Linked DNA regions of Mus musculus: regions 1, 2 and 4 are each linked to region 3. A link is a contact called in public promoter capture Hi-C data. All regions are on one chromosome and are shown on one strand. The core of a region is the stretch at or near the end of the contact, and the rest is flanking DNA. Distances in the headings are between cores, read along the strand shown.

Region 1 (2,784 bases), core at 281-2,780, 1.5 Mb before region 3:
AGATAACATGGGGATTAGGGATGGTGCTGAAGGTCACCCAGCTGACTCCAGGAGCACCCGAGGGTCTAGGGAAATCTTGTTTTCTTGGTCGGAGGGGCAGCTGAAAGCTTGGAGCCTCCTCACTGACTCTGGTCTCTCTTCCAGAGGGCAACTGAGGACATAAAAGCCACCCACAGCAGGCGCACCTCTGCCTCAGGGCCTTTGCATGTTCTCCTCAGCCTTGTGCAGCTGGATACTGAGTAGTGAGGCGCACTCCTGACCCTCCTGACCCTCTGGAGTGTGAAAGTGTGGCCTCTTCCTCTCTAGTCAACAGTCCTGCTCCCTCTTTATGACCTCCTATTTCCTACAGCTCACAAATATAATTTATATTTTACAAAGATATGTTTATTTATTATGTGGTGTTGGGGATCTGACCCAGGACCTTGAATTTTGTTTGTTGTCTGCATTCAAAAGCTCCCAGAGCCCATGAGAACACATTCCCTGCTATCCCCAGGGTGGGTGGGTGGGGGGCAGTGTCTGAACAGTCAGTCCGTGTCGTTGAGCACGGTTGCACTGAACATACTTCTTTAGGGACACAGGAAGCCCTCACGTGGCCCGCCTGGTGTGGGTATTAGGGAATGGAAAGTCTTTGCTGAACACGCCCACGTTTTTGTTCCACCCTTCCCCCCAGCCCCCTCAGCTTCAAGTCTTGTGTGAAGTCAGACCACGCACAGCCAGTGAAAGCCTCCACTTGAGGGAGGAAGTCACTGTCACAGTAAAAACAATGTGAGCCTCTGGGGCTCTGCGACTTTAAAAAAAAGATCAGGCCGAAATCGGAGGCAGAGAAGCAAATGTCGCAGATGTCCATCTCTACAATCCTGCCAGCAGCACAGAATGCCAGCAAAGGCACAGCCCTACTGTCAACGCGCATGCATACATACCGGATCCCTCCACCTCCCTCCTGATCCCGCCAACCAGATGCCAGAAAGGCTATCCAGACTTCTGGCCGCCGGAAGTTTAAATGACGGGAGGTGCAGACTGGAGAAGTTAAAATTAAGAGTCACTTGGACGGCGCCCTCAGCTACCTGGATTGGCTCAGGTGCCTGGGCAAGTAGCAAGCCTGGAACCCAAGGGACAAACATGCATGGGGGGGCGGGCGGGCGGGGAAACCAGGGGGCTGAGGAGCCAGCATCGCTGTCAGGCGCAGCACCCACCCCTTGCTTCCGAAGCGCAAGCAAGGGGTTGACGCCCCTGGAAGAGGATGGAGCATCAGATGCAGGACTAAGAAGCATGGCCTATTGCACGCCTGGATCGGTCTTAGGATAAGGGGAAGCGCATTTAGCTGCGGGAGATACGCGAAGCCCTCGCAACTCTCACGCTGGAGTGCCGCTGCTGTCCCCGGAGCTTACTGTCAGGGTCGCTCTCGGGTTCCTACTCCCGCGGCGGCTGGTGTGCAGTTCCTCCACTCTCAAACTCCTCTTGAGCCTCTTTGCCTGCTGCTGAGCTGGTGACACCAGCTGCCTGTTAGCCCCGCCCCCACTAGCCCCGCCCAGGCCTTGGCCCCACCCCCGAGTTGGCTGGTTGGCCAAGGCTAGCTGAGCATCTAGCTAAGGTGTTTCACCTATTCTGGCAAAGTCTGCTGTTCTGAACAGGGTATTGGCAGTTTAAACTCTGCAGTCTGTGGACTCTACACACAAGAGCCCAAGCTGGCCTGGTGCTACAGCCTTCCTCTCACCTTCCTAGCAGTTCGTTGTAACCATTTTATAAGCGAACCAGTCAGTGAGCAAACATCTGGGGATAAAGCTTGAGGGTAGAGTGTCTCGCGTGGGCAAGGCGCTGGAGTTCATTCCCAGAACCACAAATAAAATAGTGAAGTGTGGAATGAACACACAAACCTGAAGTTTGTCGTTAAGTGCACCCTGTGAGGCTGGCTGATCTGAAGCCCAGGAGGCATGGACACCAAGCAGAGGCCAGCACAGGGAGGAGGGAGAGAGCGCTGCCTAGCCAGCAAGCAGGAGTAGGACAACCACAGTTCCTGGCACCCTTGGGGCTAACCTGCTCTCCATTAGCCAGCCTGCCCAGTGCCCTGTCTTTACCCCCGCGGCCCTCCTAAGACTCGCCTAGAACCTTCTCAGGCTTCAGCAGCCACACAGACAAGATGACCAGGCACACCACTGTGAGGGCCTAGCAGTGCCTGCCGCGGGGTCCAGGTTTATCATCCTACACACATGTGAAGCGTAGGGATCCTATTTTCACCTCTCACCTCTGATCTCCAGCCTCCTTCGCTGCTCATCATGGCCCAAACCCTCTCCGTTCTAACGGAGAGCCGGTTTCTCTCCAGTGAACACATTCAACTCATTCCTGCCTCCGTGGAACTCCTGGATAGTGTGTCCTCAATCCTCTCTGGGAACCTGGGATTTCCAGGTACTGCAGCTCCTTCCCCTCCCCAGCACACCGTTTGCACACCTGCCGTCCTCCTCTGCAGTGTATAGTCCAGGCTTGTTTCATAGCGCCCTCTAAACTGTTCCCACAGGAGCGCTGCCTCCAGCCATTCAGCAAAGCAGTAAACGTATTGTTCTTAACAAAGTGTAGATGGAAACATTCTAATGTGCTGGGCAATGGTGGCTACACCTTTATTCCCAGCATTCCTTGAGTAGGAGCCAGAGGCAGGCAGATCTTTGACTATGATGCCAGCCTGGTCTACAGAGAAAGTTCCAGGACAGCCAGGGTCACACAGAGAAACCCTGTCTTGAAAAAGAAAGAAAGGGGCTGGTGAGATGGCTCAGAGGTTAAGAGCACCGACTG
Region 2 (3,168 bases), core at 132-2,631, 1.6 Mb before region 3:
GGAAACACCAGGCTTCTTTTCTTACTTAGCCCTCATTTCCCTCGTGATTGGGCCACTGACCACCCCTGGGTCCTTTACACTGGTCTCGAGCCAAGAAAGGCAGCGCATCGTGTCAGAAGCTGCAGACTTCATTCCAGGGCCCCCCTCTCCTGGTTTGGGGCCTGCTTTCCAATCTCAAGCCTGACCTGGGTCAGACCTGGGCAGGAGCCATGGGGAAGGCAGCTGCTCTTCTGCATAACAAAGGGTGGCCCTGCTGGAGAGCCAGGGAACACACCAGGGACGAGTCTTACAATCCACTATGGTTTCTTCATCTATCCCCCGACTAAGATTGTCTGAATCTGCAAATAAAACCTCTAGATACTGGTGTAATGCAAATCCCAGGTAAACAGTGACTGATATATTGTGTAACCAAGTCCCAGATTCAGTACGGGTTTTATTTGGCAGCCCTACCCCTGGCAGCTTGCTCAATTTTATTTCTCCAGCGCACAAAGCCACAAATTCACACTCGGGTATCCCAGCTGTGTCTTGGAGAAGGCTTAGCATATTACTGGTGTATAGCCACACACCCTTGTCCCCACCCCAGCCACATGCCCCTGTCCCCAACCCAGCCACACACCCTGTCCCCACCCCAGACACACACCCCTGGGCAGGACTTAGCAGAAAATAATTGGAGCTGTGGAAAGCCCTTCGTGGGCACCGATCTTAACTATGTTGCCCCTCGTCTGAGCCGATGTACTCTGGCTCAGAGATTGGGATGGGGTAGATTTTCAATTCTCCTACAGCAAGAAAGGGAAAGGATAGGTTGCTCATTGGCGAGTCCCAGGCTTTGCAACCAAGGAAGGTCCCCCAGCCCCCAAAGTGGAGAAGCCTCACTCTTATCAGCCCTAGAAAAGTCTTTTGCACACCTGGGAAGCAAGTCAGTTGGAGAGCCCAGGTGTTGATTGACATCTGGTTCTCTCCAGGGTTTAGAAGCAGTGATGGACAAGACTACAGGTGCACATTCCAGACACTGGGAGCAGGCATCCAGCAGAGAACGTGAGACCTCCGCGTCGTCTCCAGGACCCACCTTCCATCCCATGCTGGGATTGAATTTAGGGCTTCACGTGTGCAGGGCCGGTGCTGCTCTACCACTGAGCTATTACCACCCCTGTCCTGAATGTCCTAATTGGTCAGACACCCTTAAGTCAATGGTGAAGTATATGGCTAACAGACAGCGGTGACCAGATGTTCTCAGTCCAGACAGGCTTTTGTGTCCTTTCTAGACAGCCCCTCCTCAGGACTCAGGGGCTTGTTTCATGCTGAGCTCCCAGGAGGTCCCAGGGGTGTGACCTCTCTTCTTCCTCCCTGCCCCCCACCCCAGGACCAGCTATAAAGCTGTTCCGTACCGTACCATTCCTCCGCAGACTCAAGACCCTTTCAGGACACCTCAGGGACACACACATCCAAGGCTCCTCTTCCCGGACAGCACCATGCCATTCCTGTGGCTCTGCTGGGCACTCTGGGCACTGTCGCTGGTTAGCCTCAGGGAAGCCCTGACCGGAGAGCAGATCCTGGGCAGCCTGCTGCAACAGCTGCAGCTCGATCAACCGCCAGTCCTGGACAAGGCTGATGTGGAAGGGATGGTCATCCCCTCGCACGTGAGGACTCAGTATGTGGCCCTGCTACAACACAGCCATGCCAGCCGCTCCCGAGGCAAGAGGTTCAGCCAGAACCTTCGAGGTGAGCCCTCCCCTGTTGTCCTTGGTCTCTAGGAAAGGCCGGCTGATCATGCCTTCCTTCCACCTGTGGTGTGTATGGACCCTTGCCTTGTGGTGCTCAGAGTCAGTCATGGGGGTGGGGGGCACAGGGTGAGGCGGATGTTAGAGGGGAGAAGATCTGGGAGGGTGGGCACTGGGGATCTGGCTGTGCACTGAAGGAGTCTCAGGATGGGAAAAGCGGGGCTGTGCTTGCTGGTAAATTAAGGAGCAGAGAAGAGGGAGGAGAGTGGAAGAAAACAGAACCCCTGGAGCAGTCAGGGCCAGGTAGAACTTCCTGGGGTCACTGCCTGGACGAGTGGCTGACTATGTCTTGCCATGGACAGAGAACAGTGGCTGGGTAGAGGCAGCCCTGGGTGACAGAATTTGGGAGAGAGAGAGAGAGAGAGAGAGAGAGAGAGAGATTGAGAGAGAGAACAGGTATCCAGCTGTCAAGTAGCAAAGGCCTGTGTGGTGGTGTAGCATTTTCCAGCTGGAAGCAGCCCTCATGGGCACAGCCACATCCATAAACTTACTGTCCTGTGGTACCTAGGCCTGGAGATAGAAGGATGCTGGTTCTGAACAGGCAGGCAAGGGAGATGTCTGCTGAGGATAGGTGTGGCTGGCCTCTCAGGTAACCAACCACTCTGCTATCCCAGAGAGTGAGCACACTGGCTGGAGCCATTTAGGAAGGTGACAACTCCCTGAACACTTGCCCCAGGGTTCAGCAGTCCTGACAAGGATATTCACAGACTCCTGTTCCACTGAACGGAACCCCTCACAAATGCATCTGTCTCTTAAGAAAGGCACCTCGGGCTGGGCTTCTTTTCTCTAGTCTCTGCAGCCTGATTCTGTATTCCTCCCCCAATCCTCTCCTAAAACCTTCCAGAAAGAAGCCAGCATTGCCACGCTCTGGAACCCCTCCAGCTCCTTTCTTGCACAGGGTTCCAAAGTCACCACTAAGTGTGCAAGAGTTAGCATTCAGGGCCTCATTGCAAACTTTATAATTCCTGAGTAGAAAGAAAGACTTCTTTTTCATGTTGTTCATGGGCTTCCTGCTTACAACTCTCCCTGAGGATTTTTAAGGAATCTTGGCCATTGGTCTTGGGTCTTGCCACCCTGGAAGTTATCTGGTACTTGTAGAGGCCCGGCTGACTCTGTCCTTGTCCACAGAGGTGGCAGGCAGGTTCCTGGTGTCAGAGACCTCCACTCACCTGCTAGTGTTCGGAATGGAGCAGCGGCTGCCGCCTAACAGCGAGCTGGTGCAGGCTGTGCTGCGGCTGTTCCAGGAGCCTGTGCCCAGAACAGCTCTCCGGAGGCAAAAGAGGCTGTCCCCACACAGTGCCCGGGCTCGGGTCACCATTGAATGGCTGCGCTTCCGCGACGACGGCTCCAACCGCACTGCCCTTATCGATTCTAGGTATAGTCTCTCTCT
Region 3 (3,163 bases), core at 279-2,778:
GCTTTGAATCTCTCATCCTCCCATCTCCACCTCCTGAGTCCTGGAATGGCAGGCATATATTAGCATGCACCTGATTTTATATGGTGCTTGGGATAGAACCCAGGGCTTCATGCATGCTAAGTAAAGACTACCAACTGAGCTATACCCCCGCTAGTCTCTGGTACTTTCAGACTAGACTCAGTAACAAAAGCAGCCTGGGGGAACCAAGAGGATAGAAGCAGGGTATGAATGTCCATTGTCCTAACAGGAATCTAGAAGTTTAGACTTCCTCTCAGTTCCTGGGAAAAGTCAAGTGAGGGTCCCATGGGCATCCACTGGCGATTGAAACCACAAGGGAACGGGAAGGGCTTAAGGGCAGAGACTCTGAGGGTTAGGACAGGAGTATCTAGGAGTTGAGCAGAGGTTTCCGGGTGAGGACTCTAGGTCAGCAAAATAATGAGTAACAGAATCATTGGAGCCCATCGATTCTTTAAGCTACCCTTCAGTTCTTTAAGTTAAAGAGTCCTCTAACTGCACTTTGAGAGCCAGACAAAACCCACGCTGGATAAATACATGTACTTGCATTTACAAGTGCCACATGTACTTGTGACCACCTTTGTCAGCCAGAGCCAGGCTGTGCCCACCCCTTGCCCCCACCCACCCAGCAGTCCCGAGTCTTCTATCCTACTCTGATATCCCCACCCCCACCCCTACTGCCGAGCAGTGTCTCCACCCTCACTCAGATCACCACTAGAGTCCAGTAAAAGTTTCACCCCAGCGGCCCTGTGTCCCTGCGGCTTTGTGAAGCCGAAGGCAGCCTCCAGGGCGTGTCCACTAATGGGATTTGGGGTCCTGTCCTGCGAAGCGCTCTGCGCGCAGCTTGGGGCAGGTCCACTGGCTGGGCCTCAGTCTGCATAGGGAGTCCCCTTAGCAGCAATCGCGGAGCACTACTAAGCAGGGACTACCGAGCCGGGGAGCCAGGGACTTGCAGCCTCCCGGAACCCCGAGTGCCCTTCCAGGCCCTGCCGGCCCTGCCTGTTCCCCTCGCGCTTCCTACCGTGGGCCGCTTCCATTCGATGCCCCGAGTTTTGCTGGAGTAGGGCCCCAACTCCTTATAGCCCAAGGATGACGGCAGGGCGGGGAAGGAAGGATCCTGGAAGAGCGCCCCGGCCTCCAGGCACTCGTTCCGCAGCGTCTCGTAGTCCTGGTTGAGGTACTTGATGGCTCTCTCATGCGACCCCAGCCCCTCGGCCGCTTCGCGGTCCTTGGCCAGCTTTATCGCGATGCCCGCCATGGTAGCGATCCGGTTGGCGCACTGCACGGAGAAAGGGGTCGCGGAGAGGCGGGGCACGGCACTCGGCTGGGGCGCGGCCGGGCCCGGGGCGCTGCAGCGGACTGCGGGAGCCGCTGCTGCGGGGATGATTCACCGGCGGGAAGCGCCTGGGCCGTGCGCGGGGTGTGGCCTCCGCCTCCCCAGGCCTGCTCGGCGCCGGGCTCCGGACGCGGCTCGCCGGCGACCTGCACAGTGCCAGCCCGACCGTGAGGACTACGGGGCCGATGCTGCCACCTTCGGACGGCTCTCGGGATGGCGCGGCCCGGTGGGGAGGGCGAGCGGGGGGTGTTGGGGGGACGACAATCGCAAGTTGGGGAGCGAAGTTGTCAAACCCCAGCCATTGGGGAGTAAGGCTGGGCGAAACTCAGCAATGACTGTCCAGAAAACATCGGATGAGTCAGGAGCGGATGAGGGAGGGAGCGCGGCGACTAAGCCAGTTGCCACTCATTGGGCTCAGGATCGAAAGAGAGCTCTGCAGGCTCTGGGCACACATGTTACCTACCACCCCCAAATTTGTGAGAAATGGCTACTGGTGTGTCCATCTTACAGATGAGAAACTGAGCTCCAAAGAAGTTCAAAGATGTAACCCCTACAAATTAAAGCAAGACAGGAATTTTAGGGTCCCAGGGCCTCTGCAGTTACTTATTTGTGCATAAGTAGGGCTGTACAATTTGACAAAAACAAAAAACAAAAAAACAAAAAAACAAAACAAAACAATCCATGCTTGTTAAATCTAAATTTCAAGAAAAGGGGCTGGGGGATTGTGTGGTTTTAGCATACGTAGCCCTCAAATATCACCCGAGGCAAACCTGTGTTAGAATAATAATGTGATGCTTATCTAAAACTCAGATTTACCTGGGATGATTTATTGAGTTGCTGCTGGGACACCATTTAGAACAGAGCCCCTGTTGGTGGCCTGTACCACCGCTCTGTCCAATGAAAGTTTTCGCTGCCACTCACACACACAGAACTGGGCGGGCTTGTGCTATGAATGGTTTAAAGCACGGGTTCTCAACTGGAAGCAACCCGCACGCACCAATGTGACCCTAAAGGTTTTTGACCCTAACTGCAGACTTTCCTCATATTGTCACAACTGGGACAAAGGAGGCTCCTGGCCTCTACTGGGTGGAAGCCAGGTGCTACTAAAGGATGGTCGGGCGGAGGGCATCCCTCTACAGAGAGAACAGGAAGAAAAGTGCAGTCTGAAAGATCTCTGTGCCAGGCTGAGAAACCCTGGTTTGAACCTCATCTTGGTTCAGCATTGATGGTTTCTGAGATAGTTTGTAACTCTGTCAGTTGCAGGAAATTGTAGCAACTTGAAATATCAGTGATATGCAAATGACTGTTCCTGGAAGAATCAAAGTGTCTGTCTCCCTGTGGCAAAGCCAGGGCTTGTCTGTTGATACTGCTACCTCACTATTCTCTCCTGGGCATGGCAGGTGTCTGGGATCTTCCCCCACTTCCCTTTTGAATCCTGAGCCCAGAAAAAATCAGGGTGGGGCCAAAGGAAATCAGATGGTGGGAAAAAATGAACAGCTTCCGGAAAAGAGCCATGAAGCTTAGAAACCACCATGCTGCAAACAAATGCTGGCTGTCGAGCATGGTAGCCCATGTCTTTAAATCCCAACACTTAACATGAAGTGCCTGACGGGCCGCGCCCAGAAGGTTCTACCCAGCAGTAAGCTGGATACATACATGCTAAGGGGAGGCAGGGATGGGGGCAGATCTCCATGAATTCCAGGCCAGCCTGGTCTGCACGGAGTGTTCCAGGCTAGCTAGGGCTATACAACAAGACCCTGTCTAAAAAAACAAAAGTACAAACAAACAAAACATGAGGTGTCTGGTTACTCC
Region 4 (2,741 bases), core at 124-2,623, 1.3 Mb before region 3:
AGGGTTAAATCAACCAAGATTTTCTTTGCTCTGAGCCAAAATATTGAACTTCATGCAGCAACAGGAAGCCCTGCTTAAATACTTAAAAAAAAAAAAAAAAGTAGCCTGCCTGAATTTGTGTTAGGAAGTTAGCTCTGATGGCCCGGGAATGACAGATGGGAGGGGTACTTGAAGCAAATAACTGGGTTTTTTTGTTTGTTTGTTTCTGTTCCTTGTGGTTGTTTTGTTTTATTTTGTTTGAGACAAGGTCTCAGTACATAGCCCTAACTGGCCTGGAACTTGCTGTGTAAACCAGGCTGGCTTCCAGCTCACAGACATCCACCTGCCTCTGCCTCTTTGAATGCTTTGGATAAAAGCGTGCATCACCATTCCTGGCCCCAAGCTTGTTTTGGTTAAGTAATAAGCCCAGGTATTTTATCAAACCACCCCAGATGTGGCTGGCTGGGAGGGGGCCGCAGGCAGCTCCTTTAGCGACCTTTCTCTCTTCTCCCCTGAGAGCTTGTAGTACACAGCAGAGAGGCCAAGAACCCACACCGCTGCTCCTCAGAGAACGGCGCTTAGAATCTGTTTTTGCTAAAAAGGCATGGGTTGCTCACTTCAGCTCACAAAGCTACTGCAAGCGGGAAGGGAACCTGGAATCTCTCCTTCGCGCTGGCATCTGCTTGTCCTGCTGGCCTCCAGAAGTGTCCAACCTATCCTGTGGCCCTCAAGGCTGAAAGGCACAGAGAAAAATCACTGTGTGAAACCTGCAGTCACCTTGGACACCAGGAATAGCAAAACCTGGAAAGATCCCCTTAAGGGAGGACTTCTTCAGGCCACCTTGTAGGACAGGACTGAGACACTAACCAACCAGCCCATACCCTGACCAGGACTTGACCAACCAGCCCACACCCTGACTGCTCCTTTGTACAGACCACTTGCCTCTGTGGTAATTCTTCCTCTGTCCCTCCCCCGTTCCCCCCCCCCCCACCAGTCACTGGGCCCCTTATCTAGTCCTCTCCCCAGCATGGCCCCACTAAGCAAACCCAGCTCTTTCTCACTGTTTCTCTTTTTCATTGGTGTTCTGGGGACAGGAGAAGTCATTTCTTCTGGACCGTCAGAGCTCAGGCTTTTGCCCTAAAAACTTCAGTAGCACTCAAGATGTGATCCAGTTGTTCAGACATTTCAAGAAACAGAAGGCTCATCATTTTACATTTTAAAGCAAGTTCTTACAGCTTTTTAAACGTGTGCATAGCGACTTCTCCTTTAAGTGATCAGATAAAGGACTACAAATTGCTTTGTTTGAACTTTTGACTCAGGGCCTGCCTTCTCTGCTGTAGCGGTGCCAACTGCTCCAGCCTCCCCTTGGGCCGACAGTGGCAGGGCTGTGTGCATCACCGCTCTCTCTGTGCCCTGTGCTGTAGCAGCCCCTCAGCTCCACCCACTCCCTTGTCCTAGGACCCCCTCCCATGGCACTCCAAACTGTCTCATTTGCATGATTCCAGTTGCTTTCCTCCAGCTGAAAACTCTTAGAGGATATTTTTTTAGTAGTATGATTAAGAAACAAGAGCCAAAGAAAAAGACCAAAAAAAAAAAAGAAACAAGAGCCCTGGCTCACAACCATTCTCTCCTAGTCCTGTCTCTCCACACAGCCGAATATGGGTAAATCAGTCTCTCTGATGCCGATTTCCCCTTTGGCTTCTAGAAATAGAAGCTTAAAACACACCCAGGGGTTTCCAACCCAGAGAGGTCCACAGAAGCTTCTGGTTTCACTGGCTACCGGCTTCCTGTCTGAGTCACAGAGAACTAGGCCCAGCAGTGACTCATTAGTGTCATGACACCCTTGCCATTGGTACCATCATGGTGCTGCTGAGCTGCCCTGGTCTCCAGGCTAGTTGGAGCCTCCCAGACAGGCAGCAGGGACCAGCAACAGAATACAATGGGTTGACCTTGAGGGCAGGAAACCAAACCAGAAGCCATGAGTTTCAGAAGAACCTCCTCCATGTCCACCTGCCTCTGGCCAGAAGACCTTCCCCCAAGCAGCCTCGAGTCTGCATGAGACACTCACTGATACAGGCAAAAGGGCCACACGTGCCCTAGGACATGGATGCGATGAACCCATTTGGGAAAATGCTCATCATCTGAGAGACAGGAGAGGGTACGATGCTAAGGCACAGTCCCAAAGACTACCGGGCCAAAGAGAAGCAGCTACCATCTTGCCCAGGCCCAAGCATGGCAGCAGGGTCAGCGGAGAATTCCTTTCCACCATCTATGTTTATGCTGAGCCCTTTCCTACGTGTGACCACATAGGTGTGCGACTCTGTTCTGTGCTCTCGCTGTATGGCTGTGACTGCAGCGCCTGGATTGACACCTACAGGGCAATAATGTTCCACGAGCAATTGGATTTTTTTTCTCTGTCCAGAAAAGAAGCAAGTCAGGTTAAAATTAAGCATAGAGCCATAGCCCATTGATCTTGTAGTAAAAAAATCTAAGTAGATAAAAGTTCAAGGTTAATCCTGGTACCCCTTTCTCTGCCACAGGAAGGATGCTGCTTGGACTGAGAGGGAATTGGGGTTCAGGATTTGGCCTCTAGGGATTGTGTGACATAGTCTCAAGTCCTTACCTGAGGCAAACTTGGAGAGTTTCATACAAGCTTGGAAAAGGAAGAGACACTGGCGCCATTATCTCCACCTAGTATGTCTAACAGGTTTCCAAGACAAGAACGTGTGTGTGTGTATATGCGCGTGTGAGTATGAGTGTGT

What was found. Promoter capture Hi-C pulls out the DNA fragments that hold promoters and counts their contacts.
Region 1: a contact with region 3 is called in a promoter capture Hi-C map of hippocampal neurons, with 3 times the contacts expected there. The contact joins the promoter of Ephx1 here to the promoter of Capn2 in region 3. A contact is called at or near these places in 3 of 39 promoter capture datasets (the 3T3-L1 cell line, hippocampal neurons and pre-B cells), 1 of 484 Hi-C or Micro-C datasets (the N1E-115 cell line) and 1 of 115 datasets of contacts at active chromatin or transcription factors (pancreatic cancer cells).
Region 2: a promoter capture Hi-C map of pre-B cells shows a contact between it and region 3, with 4 times the contacts expected there. The contact joins the promoter of Lefty1 here to the promoter of Capn2 in region 3. A contact is called at or near these places in 4 of 39 promoter capture datasets (embryonic stem cells, hippocampal neurons, liver and 1 more) and 1 of 115 datasets of contacts at active chromatin or transcription factors (pancreatic cancer cells).
Region 4: a contact with region 3 is called in a promoter capture Hi-C map of the 3T3-L1 cell line, with 3 times the contacts expected there. The contact joins the enhancer-like site here to the promoter of Capn2 in region 3. A contact is called at or near these places in 3 of 39 promoter capture datasets (the 3T3-L1 cell line, hippocampal neurons and liver) and 2 of 115 datasets of contacts at active chromatin or transcription factors (large pre-B cells and pancreatic cancer cells).

The regions. Positions count from the first base shown.
Region 1 is chr1:181,016,039-181,018,822 of GRCm38.p6, forward strand. Ephx1 (epoxide hydrolase 1, microsomal) reads right to left here and starts at 1,531. Exons shown (of 9, transcript NM_010145.3): 1 at 1,389-1,531.
Region 2 is chr1:180,933,641-180,936,808 of GRCm38.p6, forward strand. Lefty1 (left right determination factor 1) reads left to right here and starts at 1,382. Exons shown (of 4, transcript NM_010094.4): 1 at 1,382-1,719; 2 at 2,907-3,153. The coding sequence starts at 1,470. Gm39715 (a long non-coding RNA gene) reads right to left here. Exons shown (of 3, transcript XR_865785.2): 1 at 2,948-3,168.
Region 3 is chr1:182,516,082-182,519,244 of GRCm38.p6, forward strand. It overlaps Capn2 (calpain 2), which reads right to left and starts at 1,529. Exons shown (of 21, transcript NM_009794.4): 1 at 1,037-1,529. The coding sequence starts at 1,273.
Region 4 is chr1:181,245,633-181,248,373 of GRCm38.p6, forward strand. No RefSeq gene overlaps it. Among named protein-coding and RNA genes, the nearest start is that of Wdr26, 35 kb to the left of the region's middle. Within about 2 kb of position 1,374, at least 184 of the 459 cell types and tissues checked have an H3K27ac peak or open chromatin away from gene starts, as enhancers often do. A contact at or near this core is called in liver and pancreatic cancer cells, where this site is marked.